2 separate regions of the Triticum aestivum genome follow, and region 1 is linked to region 2. The links are chromatin contacts, called in public Hi-C maps. All regions are on one chromosome and are shown on one strand. Each heading gives the region's core, a stretch centred on a gene start, on an enhancer-like site or on the middle of the called end of the contact. The rest is flanking DNA. Distances are from core to core; before and after follow the strand shown. Region 1 holds the start of LOC123054828 (MAP3K epsilon protein kinase 1). Region 2 holds the start of LOC123054827 (inositol-pentakisphosphate 2-kinase IPK1).

Region 1 (5,655 bases), core at 410-2,909, 170 kb before region 2:
CTACCAAATAGTATATAATGCAGTGTTATCAAAACAAAATCTATTATTTGAGTGACTGAGGCTTCCAAGATGTAAGCACCAACATCAACTCCATGCACTAAACCTATATGTGCGCCAAGTAACAAAAGGAAAGGATAGAGTGCACCATTAGTTTCATTCCACATTTGCACTTTCACAAAAGTGTAACACTAACAGCTTAATGTTCTAAAATTTAATCTCAGGGATAACTAAGAGTGGATATTGCTACATAAATTATATAAACTATTCATCTTTTTGACCCTAACCCTTATATAGCCTTCAACAGATGGGCCACATACTGGCCCAGAATAAAAATATCAATACAACTAACTATTTTTCAATTTAGATTTTCCAGCCCCTAAACCCAGACACACAAAAAAATTGTAAGGATTCAAGAGCTCCTATGGTACAAGGATGCGTACAAGCATGAATACTTTGTAACAATTAAGAAATTAAATGTTATTCCAATGAACAATTTAAAGGAATTTACTGATATCATATCCAGAGTTCGCGCGGGAGGGGGGGGGGGGTATTTGTCGCATGCATTTTCTGTGGAATCACACCAATCACATAAATACTAGCGCGGCAGCTGCTGAGGGCACTTGATCACGTCAGCTCTCATGTTTCTTCCCCAGATTTATGTGTCGAAAAGAGAGCTTACGAGCTCCACATGACGACCACACCCGACAACATACCACATAATTAAATCATGATGTCCAAGTATATTGCCCTAGTATGTGTGCCAATTATTACAAGTCCCGACAAGTTAAAAAGGAAGCTCGCCAAGGACTCCGATAAGCTAGCTTAGCGGTGCCCTAGGATTTAGTTCCATGTCACGCTACCGAACAAAGCAGCGAAACCGACAACAAGCTGCATTACTCTAGCTTCCAGTCTCGTCTTAGCGCTGTTCTCGGTCGATGACGTACATTTCTCATCTCCTGAGAACCGCATTTCATGCAATTACACGCATTTTGCCACTCGGAACTCATATACGTCATATAACACCCAAAAAAAAAATCTCACCATGATAATATTGAGATCCTCCTGCGGGATGTTCTCCAGCGAGACCTGCTTGATGGCCACGAAGTCGCCATTCTCCAGGTCAAGCCCCTTGTAGACGCGCCCGTACGCGCCCTTCCCTATCTCGTCCCCCAGCATCTGCAACCCGCCGACGCACACACATACACAAACACAGACACAGTGAGTGAGAGAGCCATTCCCCAAACAATTCGCTGGCGCAAAGCACCAATTCCGCCGGATCCGAGGCGGGCGGGGAGCGCGGGAGGCCTCACGTATTTGTTGCCGAGCGTCTTGGATTTCGGGTTGTGCTGCCGGGACGCCATCTCGTCCCTCCTCCTCGGAGATTCGGCCCCTCCGCGGCCCGGGGCGCCGCCGGCTGCGGCGGGGACGGGCGGATCGGCGGTCACCGGCGACGAAGATTCCCCTCCGGCGAGCTCGCGGCGAGGGCCATTTAGGTTTAGGGTTTGGGTGCGAATGGAATTGGGAGTCTGCAGGGGGAGGAGGAGCAGCAGGAGGAAGAGGACGAAGGCGACGAGGGCGGAGGGGGGGGCGAGGGGCTTCTCCGTAATTAAAAAAAATACTAAATAAAAGATTTTGTGCAGGCGGGGAATGGAAAGTAACGGAAATGAGGAGGGCGAAGCTTTTATAGTGGAGGTGTACCTTTTTGGAGTGTGCGGAAGCCAACGAGGATACTGGGTGGATAACGGAGGAGCTCCACTGTCAATTAGCTGTCTCCGACTAGCGTCTGCGGTGGTGTGCGTCATTCATTCCGGCCGGGGGGCCCTCGGTCGACCTCCTTTTCTCAAGAAAATGTCACAAGTCTTTGTCTAACTTTGCTTCGCTCCCTCCGTAGTTTCTATCTACTTCCTTCCGTCCGAATTTATTAGGCCAGTGAATAAGAGTGCCGAAAGTTTTACCTTTTTTTTCTCTTCCATGAAGAATTATGAGTCATCGAAACTTCAATTCCCTCTCCTTTCCGTTTTCCGGCCGTCGTGAGGCGGAGGGGAGGGGATCCTCTTCTCTCATCATTTTGTACAGTAGGTTTTTGAATCAAGGCGACAACGCTTCGATGGTGATGGTGATGTCATCTCTATTAAAAGTCATTCGCCTTCAATCATATCTTGGTAACCCTTGGTGCAGCGTCTCTGAGGAGCCCTGGAGTTTTGGTCCTTGTTGTTCTTCACAAAAAGAACGACAGGTTGGCATATGTGTTGTTTGTCGGTGTGATTCCATGTGCATTGACAGCGGCGGCAACATCGTCTTCTTCGACAACCTCTTTCTTCGAGCCTTTGGGGAGCAAGGTCGTCAACCTGGTCTGCCAATACTAGTGTGGTTGCCTTGCTAGAACGGGTGCCCCCCCCAGCCGATATGTTTGGCATGATTGCCAATTTCCCTCGTACGCAGCAGTCTACTATTGCGGCGATTCAACGAGATTGGTTCCTCTACAGGTCTTTGCAGGTACTTCGCCAATTGAATTTCTTAGTGTTGTCCATTATTGGCACGAGTTACGGTGGTGCAACAACAACAAAGTCTAGCAACAACTTCAGCAAGAATTTTGAGGCACATAGTTGTAGTCATAGGGTCTCCTTTGTTTAGGGTCATTTTTGTGTCTATGGGTTCAATTACCCATATCTGATTGTATCCAATGTTTCATTAATCTAATATAAATCATATATATTAAAACTATGTTGTCTTCATCTACTATGCTTCCTTCTTTCCTTCTTTCTTTTTTCGAAGCGGCTACAGCGGGCAAAGGCCGGCTTAAACATATATTTTTTAAAGAAAATAAGGCAATACAAACACAATGGTTCAACACACACAAGAACAAGCAAATACAATGAGAGAACCATAAACGAGCTACCACAAGCGAGCATCACCAAAAACTTAGCACCCATCATCACTAGGCAGACTTAGAATAGAGGGAACTAGCATTGTTGGATTAGTCAAAGGGAGATCCAACACCGAGAAGACGTGGATAAGAAGTCATTGGTTGCCCTGCAATCACTCGGCACCTTAAAGAACTAAGAGAGTCGCATACACCGTCGAAGAGCTTCCTGCCTCCTAGCCACGTCGTGACTAAGAGAGCCGAAGACCGTGTTGAAGGACAATGTTCCACCGAGACAACCATGTACCTCATCTTGGCCACACCATCATCACCATCGTGAATATAGAGAACCATAGCACTATGTGAGGCAACAAAACCTGTCGAAGGGCACCGAACTCCGAGACCTCACCGCTGCCATGAGCCCCCAAGAGAGAGGCCAACCGACAGCACCAAGATGATCAAAGGTAATGACCGCCGCCACAAATCACTTCCACTGTCACCACCAACACTCCAACAGACCAAGCACGATCCAGTCGAGACACCAAGCGACCAACATCGGATCAATGGCTCCAAGATACACCCCAAGGGGGAAATGACATCAAAGACATCGTCCTTACTCGATCCAGGGAAGGGTCTGAGGCTTTCGCTAGGAGCACACCATGGAGCGGGCGACCAAAGCTTCACAATGATGCATTCAAGAAGGTAAGTGGCACCCGAAGGCATCGACATCATCGTTGTCGACTGGGTAGTCCCTAGTGAAAGGATCAATATGGTCGACTAGAGGGGGGTGATACGTCTCCAACGTATCTACTTTTCCTAACGTTTTCCTCTTGTTTTGGACTCTAATTTGCATGAAACTAACCCCGGACTAATATTGTTTTCAGCAGAACTACCGTGATGTTGTTTTTGTGCAGAAATAAAAGTTCTCGGAATGGAACGAAACTTTGCGAGGATTTTTTATATCAATAAAGAGAATTTCTAGAGCCAAGAACCACCGGAGGGGGGGCACCTGGGTGGGCACGACCCACCAGGGCGCCCCCCTCCAGGCGCGCACAGGTGGGTTGTCCCCACCTGGTGGCCCTGCAGACCCTAAAACCGACGCTATAAAATCCTATTTTCGGAGAAAAAAATCAGGGAGAAAAAATTATCTTGTTCCACGAGACGGAGCCGCCGTCACCTCCTGTTCTTCATCGGGAGGCCAGATCTGGAGTCTGTTTGGGGCTCCGGAGAGGGGATATTCGTTCTTCGTCATCACCAACCCTTCTCCATCGCCAATTCCATGATGCTCCCCACCGGGAGTGAGTAATTCTTTCGTAAGCTCGCTGGTCGGTGAGGAGTTGGATGAGATTCATCATGTAATCGAGTTAGTTTTGTAGGGCTTGATCCCTAGTATCCACTATGTTCTGAGATTGATGTTGCTATGACTTTGGCATGCTTAATGCTTGTCACTTTGGGCCCGGGTGCCATGTGTTGGGGAACGTAGTAATAATTCAAAATTTTCCTACGTGTCACCAAGATCAGTCTAGGAGATGCTAGCAACAAGAGAGAGAGGGAGTGCATCTTCATACCCTTGAAGATCGCTAAGCGGAAGCGTTACAAGAACGCGGTTGATGGAGTGGTACTCGCGGTGATTCAAATCGCGGAAGATCCGACCAAGCGCCGAACGGACGGCGCCTCCGCGTTCAACACACGTACAGCCCGGGGACGTCTCCTCCTTCTTGATCCAGCAAGGGGAGAGGAGAAGTTGAGGGAGAACTCCAGCAGCACGACGGCGTGGTGGTGGAGGAGCTCGTGGTTCTCCGGCAGGGCTTCGCCAAGCACTACGGAAGAGGAGGAGGAGTTGGAGAGGGGGAGGGCTGCGCCAGGGGAAGGGTGCGGCTGCCCTCCCACCCCCTCACTATATATAGGGGGAAGGGGAGAGGGGGGAGGCGCCCTAGGGTTTCCCCTAGGGGGCGGCGGCTAGGGCAGATTGGATCTCCCTAGGGAAGTCCTAGGGAGACTTGCCCCCCAAGCCAAGCAGGTCGAGGCTTGCCTCCCAAGCCAGGTGGAGGCGCCCCACCTCCCCAAGTAACATGGGAAAGGGTGTGGGGGCACACAGCCCCTTAGTGGGCTGGTTTGCCCCCTCCCCTTGGCCCACGAGGCCCTGCAACACTTGACGGGGCCCCCGAAACACCTTTCGGTCATGCTGGCCATAGCCTGGTACCCCCGGAACACTTCCGGACTCCAATACCCTTCGTCCAATATACCGATCTTCACCTCCGGACCATTCCGGAACTCCTCGTGACGCTCGGGGTCTCAACCGGGACTCCGAACTACCTTCGGTAACCACATACTATTTCCCATAACAACTCTAGCGTCACCGAACCTTAAGTGTGTAGACCCTACGGGTTCGGGAACCATGCAGACATGACCGAGACCTCTCTCTGGCCAATAACCAACAGCGGGATCTGGATACCCATGTTGACTCCCACATGTTCCACGATGATCTCATCGGATGAACCACGATGTCGGGGATTCAATCAATCCCGTATACAATTCCCTTTGTCCATCGGTATGTTACTTGCCCGAGATTCGATCGTCGGTATCCCTATACCTTGTTCAATCTCGTTACCGGCAAGTCACTTTACTCGTTCCGTAACGCATGATCCCGTGGCTAACTCATTAGTCGCACTAAGCTCATTATGATGATGCATTACCGAGTGGGCCCAGAGATACCTCTCCGTCACACGGATTGACAAATCCCAGTCTCGATTCGTGCCAACCCAACAGACATTTTCGGAGATACCTGTAGT
Region 2 (5,329 bases), core at 1,453-3,952:
ACAAATCTAAATGCGGGAGACCTACCATAGAGTTCTTAATAGCCTAGCACAAACCCAATGGAAACCACTACTGAATATGATACAGGTTAGCATTACTGGACCAACTATCCTTCTGGACAGAAACCAAAGCTTTCGCAGTGAAACTAGATCACATCTACTCCCTCCGCTCCTAAATATAAGACCTTTTAGAGATTCGAATACATACTACATACAGAGCAAAATGAATGAATCTACACTCTAAAATATGTCTATATACATCCGTATGTAGTCCGTATTGAAATCTCTAAAAGGGCTTATATTTAGAAACGGAGGGAGTACAATACATATCCGTAAAATACAAGAAACATAATTTTCTATCTTTCAGATTAAATGTAGTTAGGGAAATCCCTAGTATATGTATCCATGCAAAAACATCCCAAGTTTCAAAGGAAGTGCGGCTTCGGCATAAAACAGTACTGTTACTTTGGAGGTTGGGCAACTATTTTGATCCTACCATTTGGCTGTGGCAAGTAGCACTAGAAATCCTAAACCACCATGGATTGCAAGTTATTTTTGCAAGACTTATGAATCGCGAACTTAAAAAAATACATGCAAAGAAGCTCAATAACCATGTAATACAAATAGAAAATAAAAAAACCAAGTAACACTCACAAACGTTCCATCCAAGGTTTGGTGCATTAAGAGGGAAAGTTTCACTTTCTTAATCTAGGAAAGCTTTGAGTCATGCTCATAAGAGATCGGATGCACTGTAATAGTACGATTCAGATTCCAAAACTTTACCAGAAAATAAGGAGTGGTCAGAAATTAGAAGGGCAGAATCAGCGTTGGTATCAATTGCGCTTGCATTCACTCGCCAAGCAGGACGGGCGCTGAGCACATTCTTTCCAACAATCTCCAGAAAATCCTTAGACACAGAGACACGAACCTGTACCACAAAAAAAAAGACATATATTGAAGCGGATCCAGAGAATAATGACTTTTGAAAGATCTTAACAAAAATGACAGCATATCTTTATCCAAACTCAATAGGTTGCACACTGATACCATGGTGTCCTTCTAGACCAGATTAACCAAAGTGATGCTAACATTAGGACAATTTTCTCACTGTTTCTAGAAGAACACAGAATTTGGAAGTATTTAAAAAAAAGAATGATGTATTTATGACAAACTTATCACTGCAACAGACATAATTGGGTCGAATATAAAACCGTACCCCGCCATCAACATGATCGTGCCCCAGATGTTGGCTCATGACATGTACTGCATAGGCTTGTGCCACAGAACCTTGCTTGACAGACTCGATCAATTCTGGGATGTCACCCCACACGAGCTGCTCGTAGCTTGAGAAGTTTACACAGTTTGGTGCTGGTTGTGCCTTGTCATTTAGGACCTTTTTAGCCCGCAGTACCTTGCCAAACTGCAAGCAAACCAGAGGGAGATCAGCAGAGTATATTTCCCATAAATGTATCATACCAAGGGAGAATGTTCTTATGGAAGCAAAATGGGAAATCAAATACAGATAGGATGGCTGTTTCCTGGTTAGAAATGGGTAAAGAACTACAACACCTGATCCCTGCTCTAATGTTTTAATAATAAAGTGCAACCAGATGCCTAAATTAAGAGGGCAGCCCCACACATAATTTATTGGTTGCTACAGTGCTATGTGCTTAATTTACAAAGAGATCACTGGGGACAACTTAGCGTGCTATGGTGCTTAATTTACAAAAGAGATCACTGGGGACAACTTAGCATCTCTGATTCCAGGCCATCGACTTCCCCGATTGGGATAAACGCATCCGTGTGCATGCAGCGGAAATCAAGTCCAGAATCTTACAGCGCATACATCTACATGGAAGTCTAGTACTATCCAATAGCAGAGCAGAAAGAGCCTACTCAAGAGGAGAGGAGAGCAGAGCATACCATGGAAGGCGAGTTGCCGGTGTAGCTGAGGATGAGATTCGCCGCGCCCTCTCCCTTGTAGACCCAGTCCGCGGCATCACCCGCCTGCAGCGCCACCTCCATCTCCGCCCGGAATCTGCAGCCAGCACGGGATCAGACGAGTGGATCCGCGCGCAATAGAGAGAGAGAGAGAGAAAAGGCAGTCGGAAAAGCCAAACAAAAAAAAATCGGCAGAACGGGACAGATGGTGAATGCATCTAGACATGGGCGAATTTGTCGCTTGCTCTGCCGCTTCACGCCGCAGGCCCGCAGCATGGCCCGAGGCCGAAATCACGCGCGAGAGAAGCTAGCGAAGCTTGTCTCTGCTCGGCGCCGCATTCCGTCGAGCAGCTGGCGTGCGGGAGGGAGGCCCGCGGAGGATTCCCAGAGGAGCGGTGGAGGCGAGCGCGGGTGCTTACCGGCGGAGGCGGGGGGCAGAGCTGCGCGGGCGCTAGCGCCGGAACGCGCTCCCGCGATGGCGGGAGGAGAGGAGGGCGGCTGCAGCCCGCGGCGGAGAACGCACGCCGCTCGCTCGTGTCGCCGCCGCTGCCGCTCGCTCGCTCGTGTTGCTGACGCTGCCGCTGCCGCTGCCGCCCCAGTTGCGCGGTTGGAGGAATCCGGGCCCGGAGGGAGGAAAAGGAAGGCTGCAGATTCCCGGGAAGCCGAAACGTGGATGAAGAGTGGACGCCACGCGGACCGCGGGGGCTTTCCTCTGCATGTGGTTCCAGTGAGACAGACAGCGCGCCGATGCTCATGGTAGCATCAACTTGTCGTGCGTGATCTGTGATCATGAGCTCCTGTACCCACTACCCACCCCACCTACCTGCGGTCAGTGCTCCCTCGCTTTGATGCAACGCATCAACATGTCTTTGGTCTCCCCCTAATTTACCGGAATTTGGTAAGATGTAGTAACTTTTTTTGTCCAAGTGCAAACAAAGATGTGCCCTTTCGTCAAAATTTTCTGAAAATTTACGACCTGCGAATATTACAGCCACCGTCTGAACTCACAATTGAACTGCGCAAAATTCTAACAAAATATACTTCACGACAAAAACTTAAAATAACAAAACTGTGCCAGGTACCATCGCTAAAACAAGTGGTGGTATTCTCAAAATCATCGCCACGTTGAGAATGCCAACAGCCGAATAGCTCACCGCCGTTAATAAGTTAAAGCAAAGAAGAAGAAAAAAAAACTACCGCCACTTGCAACGCAAGATTTGAGCAGCACAAATTTTACACAACGCGCATAGGGTTGAGCATCAAAATATATAGGGATCCGATCAAAATACACAGGGTAAGCTAAACAATAATGGAAGCCAGAGCTGTACTGGGTGAGAAAGGGAACAAACTGTTCCTAGAACAATTCTTCTGCTCTTACAGGATCTACTTTCTGGCCGCTACAACTATCTCCCATAATGTTACATATCGCAGTACAAAGAGAAATAGAATGCCGAAGGAGGAGATACTCAGGAGCATGGGTGAAACTGTACTACAATAGCGTTCAGACGCAACGAAGTTATCCATTGGCCCAATACAAGCCCCGAATTGAGTATGCCTACCAAGCAGGCACATCTCCAGTCTTCCAAAATTTCCACCCGTAGCTTGGATGGATAGCTTGATATTGCGCACAGCAAATTGTGAAGTTGGACATCACATCAGTTCATGCGCATGGCGGTAGTATCTATTAATGTACTTCGCCTGCAGAGTACAACATACACACAGTTAAAATGCAAGGCTTGTTCGACAAATAGCCCTTTCTAAGGAATACAGAGCAATGCTGCTGCATACCTGTACTTGGCTCACATCAGGAGTGTCATCGGTTTTTACAGGATAAAATTTGTAAAACCGGATATTTTCAAATGCCTCTTTCAACTTTGGATCCATATCATCAATAGCTTTCTTTCTGGCTTCTTTAGCCTGCATCAGGTTTGGAGAAACATTTCAGTAGTGAATAAATTAGATTCTTTGGTGAAGGTAAATTAATTAACATTTTGCTTGATTGCGAACCTGCTTCAGCTCTCTCTTCCTTTCTCTAACTCTCTCCTTTATGAAGTCCTGTTAATGAAACATTCCAGCAAAATTAGGAAAATTAATCTTCTCAAGGTAATCAGCTGACTATACTAAGTTATTCACTACAGCAGAGCAAGGACAAAAAATATTGGATGTGCACCTTGAATTTTTCCTTCTCATCCTCCGGCAAGACCTCGTCTTTGACTTTCTCATCAATAAAATCCTGCACGGCAGTGCAATGATTAAAAAAGATACATTTCCATGGATAGCATAAGAAACAAAACAAATTTCATACAAACCTCCATATCATCCATTTCCCAGTCGAAGTCGCATACTATCTGCAACAAGCAGCAAGAAGTAAATACAGTAGTTTATAACAAGAATTAACAGCTACTAGAAATAAAAGCCGAAGAGCCAACTAGGAAGCATTTAATTACACTCCTTAGAATAATTTTTGTGAAGCATTAGCTAAAAGCGGGTAATGGTATGAGCAGTTCTTGTTTTATCCCTTCATAGATATACCAAACCTAAGAAATATGTGCTACATTTTTGGGGTAACAACTTCTCAAACTTATGGCATGAGCTACCTTAAGTTTGAGAAGTTGTCTGGCATAACTGGCATCACGCAGCTACATCAACACAAAAGATAATCAACTCATAGGCTTGTAATAATACAACAGAGACAGGCAATCTACATGTACATAGAAAGAAGTCAAAAGGTCAACTCGAGATATGTCATGCAGATTCTTTCATAAGCCAAGTTACCAAACATTCCATAAATAACTACACCCTCCTTAAAGGGTCACAAGGCCCCTAACCAAATTCAAGAATTTGGCAAATACAAGGCTCCTTACCTTCCCCAGGTCTTCATTTAATTATTGTTAATTGATTGTCTTTAATTGGCACATTGGCAACAAAATGCATTCAGCATCTAGACAAGATTGATTGGGTGTGCAACACACAATTAACTAGCATGTGGGCCTCAGAGTAATTAAACAGAGCCTAAAGTAGAACTATTGGTGACTGCCTTTATCGTTGATTTGAGTCAATTAGCATCACAACCTACACTGAGTTAAGTTCACAAATCACAATCAACCAACTTTTTTATAATGTTTATAAAGGCCATGTTGCTACACACATGGTACCTTTGTTGACTTCTCTATCAGCAATTACGAGATTATGGCTCCTCTATGAGCAAATAATGAACAGCCAACTTCCGAGGAAAAATAAGAGAAGCAGCAAAGTTTCATGACAATTTAGACAGTAGTTCTAACATGGTGTTATAGACCTTGTGAAAGAAGCTTACCGGGGGTTCTAGAGGATACATGATATTGACAACTGTGTCATCTTCATCTTCAGGAGGACTAAGTGGCATATAATC

Evidence for each region. Hi-C and Micro-C count contacts between places; a contact is called where the count stands out from the background.
Region 1: a contact with region 2 is called in a Hi-C map of leaf, with 6 times the contacts expected there. The contact joins the promoter of LOC123054828 here to the promoter of LOC123054827 in region 2. A contact is called at or near these places in 3 of 5 Hi-C or Micro-C datasets (all in leaf).

What each region holds. Positions count from the first base shown.
Region 1 is chr2D:596,621,170-596,626,824 of IWGSC CS RefSeq v2.1, reverse strand. It overlaps LOC123054828 (MAP3K epsilon protein kinase 1), which reads right to left and starts at 1,659. Exons shown (of 25, transcript XM_044478681.1): 1 at 1,311-1,659; 2 at 1,042-1,176. The coding sequence starts at 1,361.
Region 2 is chr2D:596,450,602-596,455,930 of IWGSC CS RefSeq v2.1, reverse strand. LOC123054827 (inositol-pentakisphosphate 2-kinase IPK1) reads right to left here and starts at 2,702. Exons shown (of 9, transcript XM_044478679.1): 1 at 2,358-2,702; 2 at 1,921-2,035; 3 at 1,214-1,417; 4 at 781-925. The coding sequence starts at 2,022. It overlaps LOC123054826 (protein HEAT INTOLERANT 4), which reads right to left. Exons shown (of 14, transcript XM_044478678.1): 9 at 5,255-5,328; 10 at 4,248-4,286; 11 at 4,109-4,171; 12 at 3,946-3,993; 13 at 3,727-3,855; 14 at 3,191-3,636. The coding sequence ends at 3,589.